Linked DNA regions of Mus musculus: region 2 is linked to region 1. A link is a contact called in public promoter capture Hi-C data. All regions are on one chromosome and are shown on one strand. The core of a region is the stretch at or near the end of the contact, and the rest is flanking DNA. Distances in the headings are between cores, read along the strand shown. Region 1 overlaps Cpq (carboxypeptidase Q). Region 2 holds the start of Tspyl5 (testis-specific protein, Y-encoded-like 5).

Region 1 (3,332 bases), core at 516-3,015:
GAAGCACATAAATATGTATGAAACATTAAAACCCTTCTTTGAAGTATAATTTTCTGCTTAATGCATGCTTCTGTGCTCAACTTTTCCTCTTTCACTCTCTCCTGTGATCGTCTAGTTGAGCTCCATTCAGACCACTTCACTCTTTGGTTGAATTTAAGGACTCTATGATTATTCAATATTAGCACTACTATAGCATTGTATATTCTAATAATACTTTCTAAGAGTTTTAAACTACATCTTTCAAAGGAGGCTTTTACACCCAATAATTTTATTTCATTCCCTAATAAATGCTATGAAGAATGTTGAGGGTTTATCCTCTTTTCTTCTAGGAGGAATCTGAGAGTGACAGTACTTGAGTGACCACGAAATGCTAGTGGCTATCAGAAATTCACATGTTGTGCAAATGTGAGTGTGCAGCCATGTCTTTAGCTACTTTGGCCAGCACATGCTTCCTATCAGTGTTACAGTCATTTGATCTCTGATTATTTACATGGTGCTAGCCATTGTATTGGCCATCCAGGTATATCTTACATAATACTCTTAATAACCCTGCAAAAGAGGCATGACTATCACCTCCTAACTTAACACAAGGAAACTATGCCTTAAAGAGTTTGGATAACTTTGTCAGGAACACAGCAAATCATGGTGTAGCTGCATTTGCAACCAACTTTCCCTGGATTTAAATCCCCAGGTCCTAATTGCATGAATCCCTTCAGTGTGTATTGAATTGGGCCAATGAATATGTTCAACACATCATTAAAAACTGATATTTTATTTGTATATGCACCTGAGTGTCTGTATATATATACTATAGGCCATGGAGGCCAGAAGAGGGCATTAGATCCCCTGGAATTGGAGTTATAAGCAGCTCTGAGCCACATGATGTGAGTGCTGAGAACTGAAACAATGTCTTCTGCAAGGTCAGCAAGTGCTTGTCACAAAAAAAAAAAAAAATTATCTCTGCAGCCCAACACCATGGTTTTTAAGATGGCTTCATTTCTTTTGATTTCCTGAGCTGTGATTTTAAGCATTGTTCTCCTTTCTATAACCCTATAAATCTGAAGACGCCTACTGTCAGACATAGAACTAGGTTTCACAAGGATAAGGACAGAGAAAGTCAATAGAGATAACATTTAGTGCCCATCTACTCTATGCTAATGAATATTAAAATCCCATGTCACTAGAACTGCAGGTCTGTAAAAAGATTCTCACTTGATGGAGAAGAAAATACAGGTTCAGAGTAGTGAAGGAGTTTGTATAGGACTGTCAGTGAAGGGGTGAAGATTTTAGCAGAGGTTTGTCTGACTTTATTACATCCTGTTTCCCCAATTGATCTGGAGAGGGTTCAGTGGCAATTTTGTAACACTAATGAGAAGAGGCTTGGTTTTCCTAGAGCCCCAAGAAGGACTCAACTAACAAAGACCAGTATAGCTCCTGTTGCTTATGAGGTATTAGAAACAGTATCTGGAGTCCCATAAAAAGTTCTGAAGGAACTCATAGGGGACCTAAAGAGAAGAAAAACTTGGCAAGTTGCAGGCTATACTGCCCAGCTTCTGCTCCATGCCAGCAAGCATTTGCCTGAAATACATAGGAACTGGACTTGAACCAGCAAATTTTCATTGGTAAACAACATAATGATGCACACATTTAGGAAACTGATGTTTTCAATTTGAAATGCTATGAAGCTTTGCCTTTTATAGTTCATACTGGGAAGTTGTGGTATACCAGGAAATGATTTACATTTTTGCCTTAGGGCAAAAATATGGAACTTGTAATTATGTCAGAGAAAGGCAAAGTCTACCAACTGGAAAAACTGAAACTATAAAAGTCTCAGTTAGAATGTCTGTTGATGAAACTGTTGTGTGGCTAGGCACTTGCCTGATGTTTCATAGGGCATAAGCAACTGCTAATGATTTCCAGGTTAAAAACTCATCCAAACCTCCAACAAGCAGATGCCAAGTTGCCTAAGTGTGGCTGACAAGCATTTTCCTTCTAAGGTATTCTGATCCAAGGTGGTTTGTTGCTTCAAAGTCTGTGCTGGCTGGGTTTTTGGCTTATGAGAATTAAGCCACATATCAGCTCCAGATACACAGAAGCTTGCCAGAATCTTGAAACTGTATTCAGTGACAGACTTTGCCAGACAGGGAAGCTGCCTTGCATATGTGATTTCCCTGTCTTCACAGCCAAGGCTCTCTACACCTGTGATGAAGACCCACAGGTACCCTCTTTCAGTGATGTTTTCTCCAGGAGGGAGCCTCACAACAAGATTTCTAGGGTGGTGGTAAAGGACCTGCTTTGGCACTAGCGAACAGATTGGGAAGGTTACAAAGGGCAGACTGAGTTTTCTTATTTTCTTTGCACTTCCTCTGCCTGAGAGAGGTAGGCTATCAATGTGTTTACTTCAAAGAATGGACTCTGTAGTTGCAAATCTAGGTGTAAACTGGTGTTCATTTCCTTATTTTCTGTGTGTTTTGACAATATTTTTATTCTCTTCCAGGTTCTTTTTAATCTCTCATATCATGTTAGTGATTCTTGACTCACAAGGTTATAAGAATTCAGACAATGTAAATGAAGTTCTTAGGACTTTAGGACAATACAGTTTGTATAGTAAACCATTACATTCACTAAGAGCAGTAGGGCTTGTATCTAAGCAGAGTTTTGTTTTAGTTGGGTGTCTTTCATACATTTTCACCCTGTTTGCCACTCTGCCCCTCTTCTGAATGTTGCTTAGACATTTAGCCAACTGAAATTCACTTGCCATATATCCTTGTGTGCTACTTGCTTGATGGCAGGAAGGGGTGTGTACCTGAGGGTGGAGCTCCTCCAAACCATTAATACTGTCACCATCTTTATCACATGCTGTGGTGGCTTTATAAGCACCAGAAACTTGGATTTATTTTCTTGGAGCACCAAAACTTTCATCTTTTAAGAATGGCACAGATATTTTCTTAAACTAACATAAGCATAATTTCTGGCCACTGTCTATGATGTGTCCCTAAAACTGGAACAGTAAGGAATATGGGCTTAAGCCCAGATACCAGTTGTGGAAGTCTAAATTTCTTCACACATGACTCGATAACATGCCTACCTCCTGTGACTGAAGGGAAGCAGTGTAAGAGAGTACCTATTACATCACGTGACATTACTATCTCAGTAAAAGACTCTCTATTGGTTTGAGAAGATCTTGACACCAGACTACTAAAATTAGTTTTCTCCAGAGTTTATTTCCTTTGAGATTATACAATCTGTAAAATCATTCATAGTCATCTTAGAGGCTACAGAAGAATCTAAGCAGAGATGAAAGAAACAGAACCCAGGATTCTATTATTCCA
Region 2 (3,332 bases), core at 244-2,743, 500 kb after region 1:
CACACATGCAACACTATTGTGACAAGGTGAGGTCATGGGGAAGCAGAGAATATTATCACAAATGTCACATTCTTGAAGATAAGTCCAAAGTGGCTACCATGTATGGTATGAACAGAAGGCAGACAACCAAACCCACGTGGTCAGCCTAACAGGTCCAGCAAGAGGTGGTAGGGAGATCTGTGTCGGATCAGTTGGGCTGCCTCACTGCAGGTGCAGGGCTCAGTTTTGCTGGACCTGGCCTTTCTTCCTTTCCTTTCTCTCCACGGGCTTCTTCACTGATCAGGTAGTACTGTAGAGGATTGGGCCACAGGTCCTCATTAATTATCTCAACAATCTTGTCAGACTCAATAGAGCTGTGATTTGAAAACCACCCAAAGAAGCTACCATTGTTTTCTGGGTTTTCCTTGCTTAGGGATTGTAGATCATGGCCTGGGAGCCACTGGATTGGAGCTGAACGAGACACCACTTGACCGGATGGACCACAGCCATATTCCTTAATGAGCACCTTGTTTTGGAAATAGGGGTTTCGGCCAAAGTAGAACTTGATTTTGTAGCCCAACCTGGCAAGGCCAAGTTCTTCCACCTCCAGTCTGTTCAAATAGCTCAATACCTCCTTATCTTTGGTATTCAGAAAAGCTGACAGCTGGGGATGGTTCTGAAAAGCTTGCCCCCAGAAGCCCGGAATGCTCTGGATGAGGAGGTTCCGGCGCTCTAAGTGGTGAAGTCGCAACTGGCCAAACTTGCGTGAAAGCCTGAGATATGCCCTGTCAGCCTGTGCATTCATGGTCTCTAGCTTTAGCTGGACCGTCTCTAGGGTATCCATGCTGCCCACTGTCGCGGGAGACCCTGCCCCAGCATGCTTCTCTGTCATCTTTTTTTCCTCCCCCACTGGAGCAGCGGCGCACAACCCCGCAGAGGCCATCTTCGGCTTCCCACTAACTGTGGCCTGAGGTCCCCTCCCCGTGGCGCTCCGAGTATCTGGGGCCTTCCTCCCGGGGACTCGCCGATTTCCAATGCGGGAGCCGCGTCGCAGCTTCGCCAAGGCTCCCACGGTTCCCACGAAGCTGGTGTCGCTGGTCAGGCGCTCGGCGAGGGAACGGGCCCTCTCCAGGTCCGGATCAGGGGCCGCCAGCCCGCGCTCGTCTGCAGCCCGAGCCCGCAACGCCAGGCCGCAGTCCAGCGGGAGGCGGCAGGCCGCCTCTTCCCGCAGCTCGGCTGGTTCGGCGCCTCCTTGAGCTGCGCCGGCCTGCACCTGCGCGGCCGCGGAGTCCTCCCCGAGCCGCGGGCTCTGTGGTGGCTTTTCGTCGTGCCAGGCGTCTTCCGCAGCGGCCCGGACCCGGGCTCTGGCCCGGCCTTTGCCCCGGCCTTTGGCGCGGGAAGACTTTCGACCCCTACTCCGTCCGCTCATGGTGCCAGAGAACAAGGTTTCAAAGCCGCTACCAGCCCAGGGTCTCTACGAAGCTGGCCTCTCCATGGCAACCGTGACGTCACCACGGCAGGACCCACTGCACCCAGTGATTGGCTCCGCTCAGCGGCTGCGTACCAGCCCACCCTCACATGCTACACGCCCTTAGTCTTATTTTGCAGTTAGAAAGTTAGTTTCCACCTGTGCTTGGCCTTGGTAGTGTTGCTGACTCATCTCCTATCATTGATAGCAAGCGTGTCCCCAGGGGTTCATAAGACAGAGCCATTGCTCCTACAGTGACATCGTAAAGGCACCCACTACCGTCTCCATCAATTTTCTAAGTATTTTTCCTCTTCTGTTATTTTCTGTGACATCTCTCATAATTAATTGGTCATCGGCATGTCTGTCTCATTACATAATTATTCTACTGTAAGATTTGTCCCAACGATTCAACTCTAGGGAATGTGAAAGCCAGAACCATAATATTTATGTAAAATGACTTAGAAAGAATAAAAAAGTAACATACAAGGCATTTTACTGAATACTAATTTTACATTATCTCTGTTCTTGAAGGAGGTATTCTTGTTCCCAGTTTCCTGATAAAATGGCAACTGAGGGCTGGTGTTAGTTACATCTCAGTGATAAAACAGTTACTCAGCATGTGGGAAGTCCTGGATTCAGTCCTTAGTGAGGAGGAGGATTCAGTCCTTAGTGAGGAGGAGGAAGAGCAGGTGGAGAGGAGAGGGATACTAAGGAACATTCTGGAGACTATACAGCGAAGGAGAAAAAGGCTTGGCCTAATTATGTTACCATGCTACCATAATCTGTTGGCCCTTTGCAAATGGCTATGGTGACTCCTAAGCTGTTCAGCATGTTAACAAATTCCAAACTCCTTGCCTAGGCACAAATCCTCCAGCTGCCTCAGGTCTACACAGAGTAACGCTGTGAATCCCAGTCCAGAGCCAGAAATAACAGGCCTGAGTCCAAGCTCCTGTAATTGGGATAGGACACACATAGAATAAAAATACCATTCTAGGAGTAGAGAAGGATTTCCAGGTGAGATTTTTGAGACAGAGGGTTTACAGGAGTAGTGAGGGAGGGAGCCCTAGAAATTTTTCATAGCCTACAGAGAATCAGCCAGAAAACCTGTCTGGCACTCCTAAAGAAACCTCATATCCTATAGCAGGGCTACAGCACCATGAGTACTGAGGGAATGCATGACAAATGTGAAGAGAAACTTTCTGAGTGGATCTTCCAGGTTCAAACACCACAACACCCTTGCAGTGAAAAACAGAGAAGTAAGCCTAGCCGTTGGGCAGGATATGGAAGCTTGCTCAAGGTGCACAAGAACTACTAGATCAGCAACTAAATGTTAACAAGCTCTCGGCCAGCTTTTATTTTTATTTATTTTAGATATTTTCTTTATTTACATTTAAAATGTTATACCCTTTCCTTGTTTCCCCCTATCCCATCCCTCCTACCCACCTGCTTACCAGCCCACCCACTCCTGCTTCCCTATTCTGGCATTGAATTCTTCCCTACACTGGGGCATTGAATTTTCACAGGACCAAGGGTCTCTCTTCCCATTGATATGCCACAGGGCCATCCTCGGCTACATATGCAGCTGGAGCCATGGGTCTGTCCATGTATACTCTTTGGTTGGTGGTTTAGTCCCTGGAAACTCTGGGGGTACTGGTTGGTTCATATTGTTGTTCCTCCTATGGGGCTGCAAACCCCTTCAGCTCCTTGGGTACTTTCCCTAGCTCCTTCATTGTGGATCCTGTGCTCAGTCCAATAGTTGGCTGAGAACATCCACCTCTGTGTTTGTCAGGCACTGGCAGAGCCTCTCAGATATATGGAGCTCCTGCCAGCAAGTACTTGTTGGAATCCACAATAGTGTCTAGATTTGGTAACTGTATATGGGATG

What was found. Promoter capture Hi-C pulls out the DNA fragments that hold promoters and counts their contacts.
Region 2: a promoter capture Hi-C map of the 3T3-L1 cell line shows a contact between it and region 1, with 4 times the contacts expected there. The contact joins the promoter of Tspyl5 here to the enhancer-like site in region 1. A contact is called at or near these places in 12 of 39 promoter capture datasets (the 3T3-L1 cell line, cranial neural crest, embryonic stem cells and 6 more).

The regions. Positions count from the first base shown.
Region 1 is chr15:33,182,321-33,185,652 of GRCm38.p6, forward strand. All of the region lies in intron 1 of Cpq (carboxypeptidase Q), which reads left to right. Among named protein-coding and RNA genes, the nearest start is that of Cpq, 100 kb to the left of the region's middle. Within about 2 kb of position 1,766, at least 19 of the 459 cell types and tissues checked have an H3K27ac peak or open chromatin away from gene starts, as enhancers often do.
Region 2 is chr15:33,686,390-33,689,721 of GRCm38.p6, forward strand. Tspyl5 (testis-specific protein, Y-encoded-like 5) reads right to left here and starts at 1,494. Exons shown (of 1, transcript NM_001085421.1): 1 at 1-1,494. The coding sequence starts at 1,408. The coding sequence ends at 188.